Regions from separate parts of the Sus scrofa genome. Here all the other regions are linked to region 3. A link is a contact called in public HiChIP or PLAC-seq data. All regions are on one chromosome and are shown on one strand. Each heading gives the region's core, a stretch centred on a gene start, on an enhancer-like site or on the middle of the called end of the contact. The rest is flanking DNA. Distances are from core to core; before and after follow the strand shown.

Region 1 (4,485 bases), core at 326-2,825, 260 kb before region 3:
ATATGGAGCTTCCCAGGCTAGGAGTTGAATTGGAACCGCAGCTACCAGCCAACACCACAGCCACAGCAATGCGTGATCCGAGCCTCATCTGTAACCTACACCACCTCTCATGGCAACGCTGGATCCTTAACCCTCTGAGCAAGGCCAGGTATGGAAGCCACATCCTCATGGTTCTTAGTCAGGTTCATTACTGCTGAGCCACAATGGGAACTCTCATTTTATTCTTTTCAATACTATTGTAAATGGGATGGTTTATTCTTTTTGGTACTACTATAAATAGGCTTGTTTTCAAGTTTCCCTTTCGGAGAGAGTGCCGCTGGTATCTGAAATGCAACTGATTTTTGTATGTTGATTTTGAATCTTGCAGCTTTACTGAATTCATCGATGTTAGATTTCATGTTGCATTCTTGAAACACAACACAAACAAAAAATCCCCAAAAAACACAAGGAAAATTCTGGACATGACGAGTATGTTTATTACCCGATTGTGGTGGTGGTAACACGAGAGAATATGTGTGATCAAACTCACCCAAACTGTATACATTAATTAGGTGGATTTTTTTATATGCTAATTATACCACAGTAAAGCTGGGAAAAACCCCAAAATGAAACAAAAATACATGTCAGGTGTTATCATCTGGGATGTAAATCATCTCCATGCTCTGCACTGTGCGGCAGAAACCAAGTGCAAGATCTCTATAGTGAAACCCTGAAACTTTATATAACCTATAAACTTTGAACTGTTTTTTAAAAAAACACCCGTAACTGTTCTCAGGCTGAATACCTCCTCTGGACCAAGAAACAACACAAACCAAACCAAAACAAAACTGCAGTGACTCTAACCAGCCACTAGATGACACTGCAGCTTGTGGATGCCCACACAGTGTTTGGGAAAGAAGACCGCAAAGGGAGATTCTTTACACAAACTTATATATATATATATATATATATATTGTCGTTTTGCCATTTCTTGGGCCGCTCCTGCGGCATATGGAGGTTCCCAGGCTAGGGGTCGAATCGGAGCTGTAGCCACCGCCTACGCCAGAGCCACAGCAACACAGGATCCGAGCCGCGTCTGCGACCTACACTACAGCTCACGGCAACGCCGGATCGTTAACCCACTGAGCAAGGTCAGGGATCGAACCCACAGCCTCATGGTTCCTAGTCGGATTCGTTAACCACTGTGCCACGACGGGAACTCCCAAACTTATATTTAATACTTGTAATTGCGCTACAGAGCATGGACTCCTGTGCCCCTGCAAAGAAAGCCAAATGTTGATAGTGGCTGTTTGCTGCAAATTAAAGGTTTATTTGCAGGGTGCCAAGCAAAAAGAACAGGTAAGTTCATGCTCAAAAAACCCAAACTCTGATGCTTTCAGGTAAGCGTTTTTGAAGTTAGCATTAGAAAAGAGTGTTATAGAATGCACAAACAGTTTGTGGATCTTATTCTGATTGGTTGGTGGGGGAAGTAACAGGGTGATGTTTCCAGAATCTCAACATTCTGGTTCCAGCCAGACTGGGCTCTGCAGGCTTGTGGTCAACATATAGTCATCACCCTCCACGTGGGTGTGGGTTTTGGTTTCTGCAGAACAACTCGAAGACATGCATCAGATTATCTGTATCCCTGCAGGAGGAACTAGGTATCCTGTGACTGTTTTGTCCTGATCGTTAACTAGAACTTGTTCACTGGAACTGGGGAAAGGCCTCAGAGACTAAAGTCCTTTTTCAGCACAGAAGAAATGGGGAACCCGTTGTGGCTCAGCGAAAACGAATCTGATAAGGATATGGGTTTGATCCCTGGCCTCGCTCAGTGGGTTAAGGATCTGGGGTTGCTGTGAGCTCTGGTGTAGGTTGCAGATGCAGCTCAGATCCTGTGGACTGTGGTGTAGGTCAGCAGCTGCAGCTCCCGCTGGACGCCTAGCCTGGGAATCTCCTTATGCCATGCCTACAGACCTAAAAAGTAAAGAAAAGAAAGAAAGAAACAGGGGACACAGAAAGAATTTTGCACCTGGGAGGGTCCCCCCAGGATTCTTCTTGGTTTCAATCCCCCTTTTCTTTGATTGTCCTTAATCCTGAAGGCAACAGGGGCAGGACAAGAATGGGCAGAAAGTTTTGGATGGAGAGATGAAGCATTAACTCAGCAAGGGAACTCAGTTGGAGGGGGACTCCGTTTCAATTGGTCACCAGAAAGTAGAATTATCCTCTAATAATGAAATTACTTCCTTAATGATACTATACTTAGGCTTATTTAAAATAGAAGGTTTTTTTTAATTAAAAGTAAAATAACTATTCATTATAGAATGTTTTGAAACTGTAGAGAAACATAGAGAGGAAAATCAATACGATCCGTATGCTTACCTTGCAGGAAAAACCATTGTGCTTACCTTTGTGTTTGTCTCTCTTTCAGCACATAGAAACATGGATCATTTAAATATCTAACAGGGTACAATCTTATTGGATTTCTTATTTTAGCTGGTTTAGCACTAACGTTTTGTGTGGTTTCTCATATACACAAACATTCCTCCTCACGATTATTTCTTTTTTAGCCACACCTGCTGCGGCGTATGGAAGTTCCCCATCCAGGGACTAAATCTGAGCTGCAGTTGTGACCTACACCACAGCTGCAGCAATGATGGATCCTGAACCGACTGTGTCACAGTGGGAATTCCCTGACATTATTTTTCAATGTTAGTACATTATTTCATCATGTAGTAAAGTCATATTTATTTAACTTAGTTCTTGTTTTGGACTATTTAGTGACTTCTGATTTATCGTGACTAAAATTAGACCTTTGATAAATATTTTTATGGTTAGTGGCGTTTTTTATGGTTAGTGGCGCAGTGGTTAACGAATCCGACTAGGAACCATGAAGTTGCGGGTTCGATCCCTGCCCTTGCTCAGTGGGTTGATGATCCGGCGGTGCCGTGAGCTGTGGTGTAGGTCGCAGACGCGGCTCGGATCCTGTGTTGCTGTGGCTCTGGCTTAGGCAGTGGCTACAGCTCCAATTGACCCTAGCCTGGGAACCTCCATGTGCGTGGGAGCGGCCCAAGAAATAGCAAAAAAAAAAAAAAAAAAAAAAAAAAATTTTATGGTTATGTCTTGAACATCCAAGATCATTTCTTTAAAGCTCCCCCTCCTCAAAAAAAAAAAAAGCTTAGCTCATAGGAAAGATAAGAATCTTTTTAAGGTTTGTTGGTTTGTTTGTTTGTTTTTTGTCTTTTTAGGGTCACGCCTGAGGCATACGGAGGTTCCCAGACTAGGGGTCAAATTGGAGCTGCAGCCGCTGGCCTGTGCCACAGCCACAGCAACTGGGGACCCAAGCTGTGTCTGTGACCTACACCACAGCTCACAGCAATGCCAGATCCTTAACCCACCGAGCAAGGCCAGGAATCAAACCTGTGTCCTCATGGATACTAGTCAGATTCGTTCCTGCTGAGCCAGGATGAGAAATCTGTTTTTTAAGGTTTTTGGTAAGTTTTCAACTGTTTTCCAAAGGTTGAACTATATCAGTTTATATAATCACCAAGAGCCTTTCTAGTCATTTATTTTCTAATATTTTCTCTAGAAAGGTTATTAGAATTTTAATCTCAGTTATGATAGATTTTCAGGTGTGAAAATCTAGTCAAAATTGTGAAAATTGAGAATAAACTTGGAAAAAAATTGTTATATTAGTATTATAAAAGCTTTGAATCAATTTAAATACTGACTATAGGATCTAACATTTCAATGGCATTTTATCTTTTTTAAAAAATACTCTTAAATTTATTGAATCCCTATAGTTATCTGAGATAAGCAGGTAAACTATTATTCCCATTTCCAGAGGAAATTATGTTGGCACAGCCAAATAAAATACAGATCACTGAAAGCAAACAATTTGACTACAAAGCCAAATAAATTAGGATATCTGTAATACACTTTCATAGCACCCTACATATTCCCTGATCTAGGGCTTCATTGCCACCATAATATAAATGTTTACCTTAGTGTTAATTTTATAAACAGGCCATAAATTCCACCAGGCTAGTTGTCATGCTACACTTCCTTAGTATTTTAACTCTACTGTCCACTATAGCGGTTGTTGACTAATATTCACTCCTTAAATAAATTTTTTAACAAGTCTGTCCAAAAAAAATGCTGTATAGAAATAGACATGCTAGGTAGTGATGCTGCTTTATGCCAATACTGGGAGTTTGATGACATGATGTTTCCACTTATAATTATCACTAAAATGTAGTACATCCTTGCAGTTCACTTCGAGCCAAGTACTGGTCTCAGTCCATTTTCTTGAATTAGCTAACTTAATTTCTAGCTAATTTTGACTGAATTTATACCCAGTGCCAACTAAAATACCTGGAAAGCCAGTGAGTGGCAGAGATGAAACTGGGACAGTATTTCTTCTTCACTTGAGCTCTTAACAGCTGCACTTTCTGCTTGCACATTTCTCAGGGCATGGATCCAAGCTGCTGTTTTCTAACAAGACTGAGG
Region 2 (4,947 bases), core at 774-3,273, 270 kb before region 3:
AAATCTCAGAATGCAGAATCAAAAATATTGGTTTTGTTGGAGTTCCAGGTGTGGCACAGTGGGTTTAGAGCCTGACGGCAGCAGTTTTGGTTGCTACAGAGGTGTGGGATTTGATCCCCAGCACAGAGCAGTGGGTTAAAGGATCTGGCATTGCTGCAGCTGTGGTGTAAGTAGCAGCTGAGGTTTAGATTTAGTCCCTGGCCTGGGAACTTCCATATGCTGGAGATGTGGCCATAAAATTATACATATATAATATATATATATATATATATATATATATATATATGGGTTTTGTTGCTTGAAGTGAGTTAATCTCTAGAAAAACTGACCAATTATATGAGATTTGGGGGGAAATGGGCAAATAAGAATACAATTCTAGTCCACATAGTTTTTTAAACTAAGTTCCATTAGCTAATTTAAAGTGAAAATTCCTGGTCTATGGAGAAAAGAGATAAGCCTCTATTCAGCAAGGCAGAGAGAAAATATTTAAACATAGGAAATAACATGTTCTTGCAACTAGAGAAAACTACACCTCAGATTCATTTGATAACTGCAAGCTTAAAAATATAGGAGAAGAAAGGCATTCTTGGGAAATATAGAAAAGCAAAACATCAGATTTACACCACAAGGCCAAGCACAATGAGGAGATTTTAAGTTATTTAAACATTTTAAATAAAGTTTATAATATAAAAATTCTTACCCTAAAGGAAAGAATAGGAAAGAAATACAGAAATTTCTCTAATGCTTCATGTGTATATAATGTATATAGAAAATACACTGGATTTGAAAATTTATTATTTTCGAGGTGGTTTGTGATTAAGGTACAGTGTTCTCTTTAGCTGTATGCCTATCTATTTATGTTCCAAAAATATTCTCTTACTCAGTCATCAATCCTAAACTTCAGGAAATAAAATACTAATATTTTGTGTCTTTAGCTTAACATTTTTATCCTACCAATATTCAAATTCCAAAAGGATAAATAACATTGCGAATCATTGCCAGAGATATTTTCCTCAGTGTAAATAAATTGATCAAACTATTTTAAAAGGGAAGATTTGATTGGAGTGAGTAAAGCTGTAGAGGAGAAAGGAGACATGAGGATTGATGTAAGTATAATAAATGTTCACCACAACAAATATAAAGAATAGAGGGTCTATGAAAACCCAAAGCGAAATTCTACATATTAAGGCTAAAATTAAAATTAACTTTACGAACATTTTGTGTCACTAAAAACATTGACTTTCATTCTTGCATTCAGTAAGTTCTGCTTTGAATCCAGTCTCTTCACTATTTCCAGTAAGGCAAATATAGACACAGGGCAGCAATAAGGGAAATTAAAAGTAAAGTATTAAGTTTAATGAGTCCTAAATCCAACTTACCGGATCTCTGTACTGAAGAGGAATGTTCCGAAGAAAGAGTCCTGGCAATGTTGATGTCAGCATAGACTATATCTCCAGCCATTGCCTATGTTAAAACGAGAGAGAAGCCCACTAGTGATATTCTGCTGAAGGGAGTCCCATATGTTGGCAAACTTCCTGTAAGTTAGATAAATTGATAAGGATGATTTTCTTCCCCTCTCCCGAGTTTGGTTTGTTTCTCCGATGAATAACACTCAAAAGCAATGTGTTCAGCCTTATTAATCAAGGTAATAGATTTTTGAACCCTTGCATGTCATAGAAGAAAAGGACTATTTAAGCCGTAGTTTTTTGCTCTACAGTTAGTATTCCGCCTATGTTTGGAATCATTTTAATCTTTAATGATATTACAGAAGATATTGTTCTACTTAACTATGAACCACTTCCTCTTTTTTCTTAGACACGCTCTCCGGCAGAAACTCTATGACCTTCTAGTATTTTCTTCAAAGCAGAATGGCAATTTGAGGGAGAGAACAACAAAAAAAGAGAGAGAGATACTATTGTGAGTGGAATAGAAAGAATTGATAGACACTAAACCTTACTCTAGAGGGAAAATAGATGTTTGAGAACTTTCTTTGCTTATCACTGTGCACTAACTCATTAGAGAAGTATAGTGTTGCATGTTTCAGGTCCTAAATTTGGAGATTCTAAATTTAGTAGGAGGACAGGATAGTCAGCATTTTCTTATTCCAGCCATCAATTTGTGGCAAAGCAATGTTTTTGGAAATATCTGACTGCATGTTTACTTAGATGAACCTTAAGCGTCTCTTTACTTAAGGACCTTAAAAGAAAAGATCAAGATGTTTTAGGTGCTGGAGTTCCTGTTGTGGCTCACTGGGTTAAGAGCCTGACATAATGTTTGTGAGGATGCGAGTTTGATCCCTGGCCTTGATCCAGTGGGTTAAGGATCCAGCATTGTCACACGCTGTGACATAGGTCTAATACGCAGCTTGAATCTGGTGTTGCTGAGAGTGTGGTAGAGGCTGGCAGCTGCAGCTCCAATTTGACCTCTAGCCTGGGAACCACATGCTGCAGGTGCAGCCATAAAAAGAAAAGAAAGAAAGAAAAAAAAAAAAGCACTTTTTTTTTAGTGTGCTGCTTACATCTGGAGGAGTTCACTATAATCTCTGAACTAATGGAGGTGCTGAAATCCAAGTTAGCCTCCTTGAAAGAAAAAAGGCAACAGAAGCCATTTAAGATATGTGGCTACTAATCCCAGACAAAGAATATTTACCAGTGATGATTTAGAACAGTGAACAAACAGGTTCTTCTGAGAAGAAGAATAATGGGGCTGCCAGTTGCATGATTTTTATGTAACATCTTTATATTGATATAGTTGACATGATGTGAGGATTCTGGACATTTCACATAAGTAGACTGTCACACAGTTTTGAGTCGGGCTGTTTCATTCAATGTTTTCAAGTCTCATCCAGATTGTAGTATTTCAGTATGTCATTCCTTGTTATAGTAGAAGGATATCTTACTGTATGGATATATCATGCTTTGATTATACATTTATCATTTGATGGGTATTTGATGTGTTTCTACTTTGGGGCATTTATTAGCAGTGCTGCTATGAACATTTGCATATGGATTTGATTTTTTTTTTGGATATATACTTAGGAGTGGAATTGTTGGGTCATTTAGTAACTATGTTTAAACTTTTGAAAATGGTCCAACTATTTTCTACTGAGGCTTCACCATTTTACAGTCTTTTTTTTATAAGCAGGAAAAAACCCTATCTTTATCAAATGAAGAAGTATGAATCAGTCTTCAAGCAAGATAAAATAATCACGAACAAAATTAACAGTTAAGAGCACACGTACAGAGTAGACTACAGATTTAGTTATTTGGAATAAAACACGTACACCAAAATCAAGAGACAGACCACCGCTCACACTGAGGAAAAGCACTAACTCATTGTAAACACACAACTTCTGAGAAAATAGAGCTGACATTTAAAGGACAGTAAACCAGAGACAAGTCATCATTAGGTTAGAGTACTGATTTGAGCTTGAGGAGGATCAATGTTGAAATGCCATCATAACTCAATGATTTCCCAAGATTTTGTCACCTCAAAAACAGGAATATATAAAAATCAGTAGTACAAATTCTCGTAAAACTTGAAAAGATTTCACATTCTCATTGTCAATGTATGTCTCCTCACAGCCTTATCACACTTGTTAATTTTCATCTTGTTGCTCATGGCTGTCCCACGGGGGCAGGGTAAAGTGGCATCTGATAATTTTGAATTGGTCTGCAGATAACTGCTTTGATGTCATTTACCCAGACTTGTGCATTTTCATCCTAACTCTATGAATATCAGTATTCAGTAGAATTAAGGGAACTTTTTTTTTTTTTTTAACTCTCTCAACTGCCCCAGATTCCTCAAACCCTTATCTTTGTCTCCTCAATTTCAATGAGGCTGCTAGCTCTCTTTGGATAGTTCTTCCTGCTTCTGTATTATGGAAAATCACTCCCAGCGAAATCTGGAGTCATCTTAGCGCTCTTCTTTTTTGCTTCTCTTCCTTTCTTCCTTTCTTTCTCATTTTATTTCTTTCTACTATACCACAGCCACAGCAAAGCAGGATCCAAGCCATGTTTGTGAACTACACCACAGCTCATGTCAATGCTGGATCCTTTAATCCACTGAGCAAGGCCAGGGATAAAACCCCCATGCTCATGGATAATTGTTGGGTTCATTAACCACTGAGCCAGGACAGGAACTCTTTTTGCTTCCCTTTTCTGAAGGAACACAGTCCTGAGCTTTCTGTTCTGTAATATCTGAAAGCATTTTTGCATGTGTTTGCTAAATTTTCTGACTGATTTTAAGTCTGATTCTTCTTAATCCATAGTGCTATCCATTTTAAACATCTTTATATTCATATCATATTCTTTTAAAATGTTTTTTCAAGGTGAATATTATGTGGCTAAATTAGTTTGTTTCATTTTTCCTGTATTATTTAGTTTCAACTTTCCATCATAGTCCATTGTAAGAGTGTTGGCTTTGTAATTTTAAAAGCCTAGGCCTGAATCTTGACTTAAAAAAGGTAGCAGCTAAAGAAGTCTGGACAAATTTATCTTTTAATGCCAATATTCTAATCTACAACAGATACGATATGAAGGACTATCATAGGATATGGGATATTGTAACATGTTAAACTGTAAATACGCCTATTTTTCTCTTGCACATCACCGGCTTCCTTTTACATTTACCATGGTATTTCTCTAACTTCTTCCTCACCCTTTTATGGTGCTTTATTTTATTTTTCTTCTTCCATTAATTAATTTAAGTGCCATTAAAATAGATATTTTGTGTTTAGAAAAAGGGACTAAAATAGTAATGCTTAAGGAAATATATTTAATAATAAATTGTATGCATTCTTAAGAATTTGGAAAAGCCCCTTTTTCTACCAGTATTATTAAGGTACAACGCAGAAAAATAAGATACAAAAGCACAATAAAAGATTAATGTCCATAATGTTAAATGTCAAAGATACAGAACAGATTATACGGTGTGTTAAGAAATTAA
Region 3 (4,704 bases), core at 114-2,613:
AGCGAAGCCAGGGATCAAACCCGCATCCTCGTGGATCCTAGTCAGGTTTGTTAACGCTAAGCCACAAAGGGAACTCCTAAAGAGACCAATGCCCTTGTCCAGGTTTCACTTCTTTTACATTTGGTTTAAGACTCGTGTCCTGATAATGGGATATTTTTATCTAACACATATATTTCTTCACTGACATACAAAAACTCCCTTTACAAAAAATAAAAAAAAAGAATATCAAATCAACCTCATTATCACACATACAAAAAATTCAGATTTGGGCTTCTAAGCCCTAAGACTTCTGACTTCTTTGGCCTTTTCCACAAAATCACAAGTTGTTTTTTCCATCTTTTCATTCTTCTCCTGATCTCCAGTATCTTGATGTTGTTCATATCCACTGCTTTGCCTTTCTTTTTTATTTTTGTCTTTTTTAGGGCCACACCCGAGGCATATGGAGGTTTCCAGGTTGGGGGTCAAATGGGAGCTGTAGCCACTAGCCCACACCACAGCCATAGCCACGCCAGATCTGAGCATCATCCGTGACCTACACCACAGCTCACGACAACACCTGATCTTTAACCCAGTGAACAAGGCCAGGGATCGAACCTGCGTCCTCATGGGTGCTAGTCAGATCTGTTTCTGCTGAGCCACGACAGGAATCCCTGCTTTACCTTTCCTTAAATCCCATGCTACAATTTACTCATTTCTATCAAGTAGGTCACTCCTGTCAAAATTCTTTCATCTTTGCATTTCACCTCACTTAGTACAACTTCTTACTTTGGAAGTGCCCATCTCTAGAGAATAGAGAAATTGTAGGTATTTTTCATCATCATAATAATTAACTTAAATAAATTTGACACTTGAACATCACTGGGGTTAAGGGCATCTACCCTCCCACAGTCGAAAAAATTCCTCTATAACTTATGGTGGACCCTCAGTATTTGACGTTCTCCATATCTACATTCAGCTTCCACAGATTCAGTCAACTTCAGATGGTGTAGCACTGTAGTATTTATGATTAAAAAACCTCCATATATAAGTGGACCTGTGCAGTTCAAACCCCTGTTGCTCAAGGGTCAACTGTACTAATGATTGGTCACTGAATGGTTGCTGAGAGAAAAGGCTTCGTGCACATTCAAAGAATCTTCAGCGATTTCTGAAAATCAACATATAGTAATAAAAGCCCAACAAATCACGTCTCGCCTCTCTTTTCCACTTCCAATTTCAGTTGATGAGATTGACAATGTTGAAATCAGAAAGAAAAAAAAATACCTTTCTCGGAGACCACAGATCTCCTGGTGAGGTTGTGAGAGCTGAAGTCTAACTGAGTGTATCCATCTTCATCCACATTTTCTAAAGGAGACTGGTATTCCATGGTTCAAGTGAGTTTCTAAACTGACACAGCATTTGCGAGCTCATCCCTCTCTTCTCCTAAGACAAGTGCCTCTAGACAAAAGAGGATCTAGGAGTCAAATCATGTGGGATTGGTTTACTAAGCATTAACAAGTAGTCCGACCAGCTACCCAAAAGCAGGAAATGAAAACTAGGCTGTGGTAACTTCCCATTGGTACCTTCAGATCCTGTTTCTGAGACTGATGTCACATAAAAAATGAAAAGGTAGCACACGAGATAGATCTTTGTTTCAGGCCAAATGTAAGACAAATGACACCATTCATGTCTTGGGCTGCTTTCATCAGTCTCACAACTGAATTGGACATCATCAGTTGACTTGGCCTAGGTAAACTTAAAATAATTTTGATACCTTGAATTCACCAATACTTTGCTAGACCTATACATTCATTCATTTACTCATGTACTCACGCTTCTAGTAAACACTTAGCAAATATCCATCTTTTCATCTGGCCAGAGCTGGGATTAGAAGAACAAAATGATTACCTGTGAAGAATCTCACTGACTAACAGAAGAACCCAGAGACAGTAGCTATAGGAAGGATGCCATTAGAAGGTACACTGTAACACATCTCTTTGGGATTTGTCAGGGTTGATAATACAAAGTAGTACATTATTTATTCAACAATGACTATGAGCTAAGTACTACCCATCTACATGTTCTCTCATACAATCTCAGTTTTCCAACAAGTCTGTGAGCTAGACACTACTGGTCCTATTTCTTTTAGTCCTATGTATTATTTTTCATATAATTTTCCATTATTATTTATACAAGATTTATACGCACCCATGGGTATATAGAAGTTCCCATGCTGGGGTCAAATTGGAGCTACACCTGCCAGCCTCCCCCACGGCCACAGCAACACAAAATCTGAGCCACGTCTGTGACCTGCATCATAGCTCATGGCAAAGCTGGATCCCAGACCACTGAGCAAGGCCAGGGATCAAACCTGCATCCTCATGGATATTGGTCAGATTCATTTCTGCTGTGCCACCACAGGAATTCCCACAAAACATTGAATATAGTTCCCTGTGTCATAGTGTAGGACCTTGTTGTTTAGTCCTATTTTCAAATGACAAAAATGAGACATAGAAATTTTATCCACTTGCTCAATTTTAAGAAACTACTAAAAATATTGCAAGGAATGAAACCAAAGTCTACTCTTACTGCTAAACCCATGACCTCTTCTGTTATGCTACCATTCCATACGCTTACATGGCAAGTAACAGCTTATAGAGAATTCTGGGACTGAATATTATATTAAATACTTGATGTTTCCTCTTTTCCGATTTCCATAGTAATTCCCAAATTAATGAGATATGGAAAACACTTATCATTGCTGGAAACTAGAGGTACTCAACCCATTCACAAGATTTTGAAGCAAACAGAGTGAAGGAGATATCTGGCAGTTGTCGAAGACAAAAAACCCTAGGCCCTCATTAAAGCAGCAAGGACAGATTTTGTTCAGTTATATGATTACAACAGAAAAGAAGGCCCCAAATAAACTGAACTCGACTTCCCCAAAAGAGGAGACTAGAGACTTTTTAAAGACTGGGGTGTGCTAAGGGAAAGGTACTGAGTGGTCTTGAGAGGGTTAATCCATGTGATAAGACCATCTAGATTTATTAATTGATCTTTTTTCCAAAAGAGAAACAAACTTCTCCATTTTTTTTTTTTTTTTTTTTGTCTTTTGTCTTTTTGTCTTTTGTTGTTGTTGCTATTTCTTGGGCCGCTCCCGCGGCATATGGAGGTTCCCAGGCTAGGGGTCCAATCGGAGCTGTAGCCACCGGCCTACGCCAGAGCCACAGCAACGCAGGATCCGAGCCGCGTCTGCAACCCACACCACAGCTCACGGCAACGCCGGATAGTTAACCCACTGAACAAGGGCAGGGATCGAACCCGCAACCTCATGGTTCCTAGTCGGATTCGTTAACCACTGCGCCACGACAGGAACTCCTCTCCATCTTTTTTGATGGGAGACAGTGGTGCATGTTGAAGCAAAGTGGTGCCCCCACTGACGTTAGAGGGCCAATTACATCCCTAACTCCCTAAATGTTTGCATTCAGAGATGTCTTTCCGGACCTTGATGAAAGTTTTAGGCGGTCAATTTACATCTCAAAGGGCAGAGAGAGGATTTTAGTTGCAGGCTTCCGAAGTAATTGCTCTAAGAGAAGATTCAGAGGCTTATCTGTCTATCTCCAAGTTTCCTCTGGAACAACCAATAAATTCTCCTGGAAGCTCTGAGCTTTCTCAGGCAGGCATTTTTAAGAGGGTCTAGGGTCACCCCAGGGACATAGCCTTAAACTGCAAGATTCTGTTACAGTTTGTTAAATCTCTTAGTGCAGAAGTTTGGATGGAGTTGTTCTGTGCCAGGGGTTCTGTGGTTCTCGCAAATACCTATCAACATGGAAGGGACTTCAGTAGGAAAAAAATTTCTCCCTTTTACCTAGCTGGCTGCAAAAATTTTCCAACTTTTCATAGACATGTTGCAAAGTGGTGGTATGGATCTAATCTTAATCTCTATCAGTCTTCTAGTTCCATAATGCAACCCTTGGAAAAGCAGAGGATAGCTGGAAGCAGGGGATTGTCCTCAGTTAATAAATTAGCTCAAGGAAGAAAGCCCCATGGACTAAATAGAACTAGAGAATAGTAAACAGAGGAGCACTTTCCAGGCGGTAACAAAAAGCTTTTTACTGCCAATTCAGACCCCACCCCCACAGTGGGAGAATCTTCATGCAATAATTTTGTTTTTTTTACTTTTTAGGGCCATACCCTTGGCATATAGAGGTTCCCAGGCTGGTGGTTGAATTGGATCTGCAGCCTATAGGCTACAGTGCAGCCACAGCAATGCCAGATCTGAGCCGTGTCTACGACCTACACCACAGCTCACAGCAACGCTTGATTCTTAACCCACTGAGCAGGACCAGGGATTGAACCTGCATCTTTATGGATACTAATCAGATTTGTTTCCACTGAGCCATGATGGGAACTCCATGTAATAGCTTTTATTGTCTATGACTGCCATTCTCTTTCTAATTACAGTTGTACAAAAACAATTGGCTAAGTTTTCGAAGAAAATTTTAAATACGAAGCAGGTCAGAGAGAGGAAGACAAATCTCATATCACTAATATGTGGAATCTAATCAAAATGATACTAAAGAATTTATTCACGAAACAGAAAGAGACTCACAGATTTTGAAACCAAACTTACGTGTAGCAAAGGGGAAATGTTGTGGGGAGGAATAAAGTGGGAGGTTGAGACTGACGTGCCCACACTACTACATATGGAAGGGATGAGTAGCAAGG

Evidence for each region. HiChIP or PLAC-seq counts read pairs in DNA pulled down with a chosen protein or histone mark.
Region 1: a contact with region 3 is called in an H3K27ac HiChIP or PLAC-seq map of alveolar macrophages. The contact joins the enhancer-like site here to the promoter of CLEC7A in region 3. A contact is called at or near these places in 8 of 47 Hi-C or Micro-C datasets (alveolar macrophages, embryonic fibroblasts, heart right ventricle and 5 more) and 1 of 2 datasets of contacts at active chromatin or transcription factors (alveolar macrophages).
Region 2: a contact with region 3 is called in an H3K27ac HiChIP or PLAC-seq map of alveolar macrophages. The contact joins the promoter of LOC100520491 here to the promoter of CLEC7A in region 3. A contact is called at or near these places in 5 of 47 Hi-C or Micro-C datasets (alveolar macrophages, heart right ventricle, omental adipose tissue and 2 more) and 1 of 2 datasets of contacts at active chromatin or transcription factors (alveolar macrophages).

Annotation. Positions count from the first base shown.
Region 1 is chr5:62,086,666-62,091,150 of Sscrofa11.1, reverse strand. No RefSeq gene overlaps it. Among named protein-coding and RNA genes, the nearest start is that of CD69, 11 kb to the right of the region's middle. Within about 2 kb of position 1,575, at least 2 of the 83 cell types and tissues checked have an H3K27ac peak or open chromatin away from gene starts, as enhancers often do. A contact at or near this core is called in alveolar macrophages, where this site is marked.
Region 2 is chr5:62,103,775-62,108,721 of Sscrofa11.1, reverse strand. LOC100520491 (killer cell lectin-like receptor subfamily B member 1B allele B) reads right to left here and starts at 2,023. Exons shown (of 6, transcript XM_003481689.4): 1 at 1,380-2,023. The coding sequence starts at 1,461.
Region 3 is chr5:61,829,686-61,834,389 of Sscrofa11.1, reverse strand. CLEC7A (C-type lectin domain containing 7A) reads right to left here and starts at 1,363. Exons shown (of 4, transcript NM_001145866.1): 1 at 1,261-1,363. The coding sequence starts at 1,363.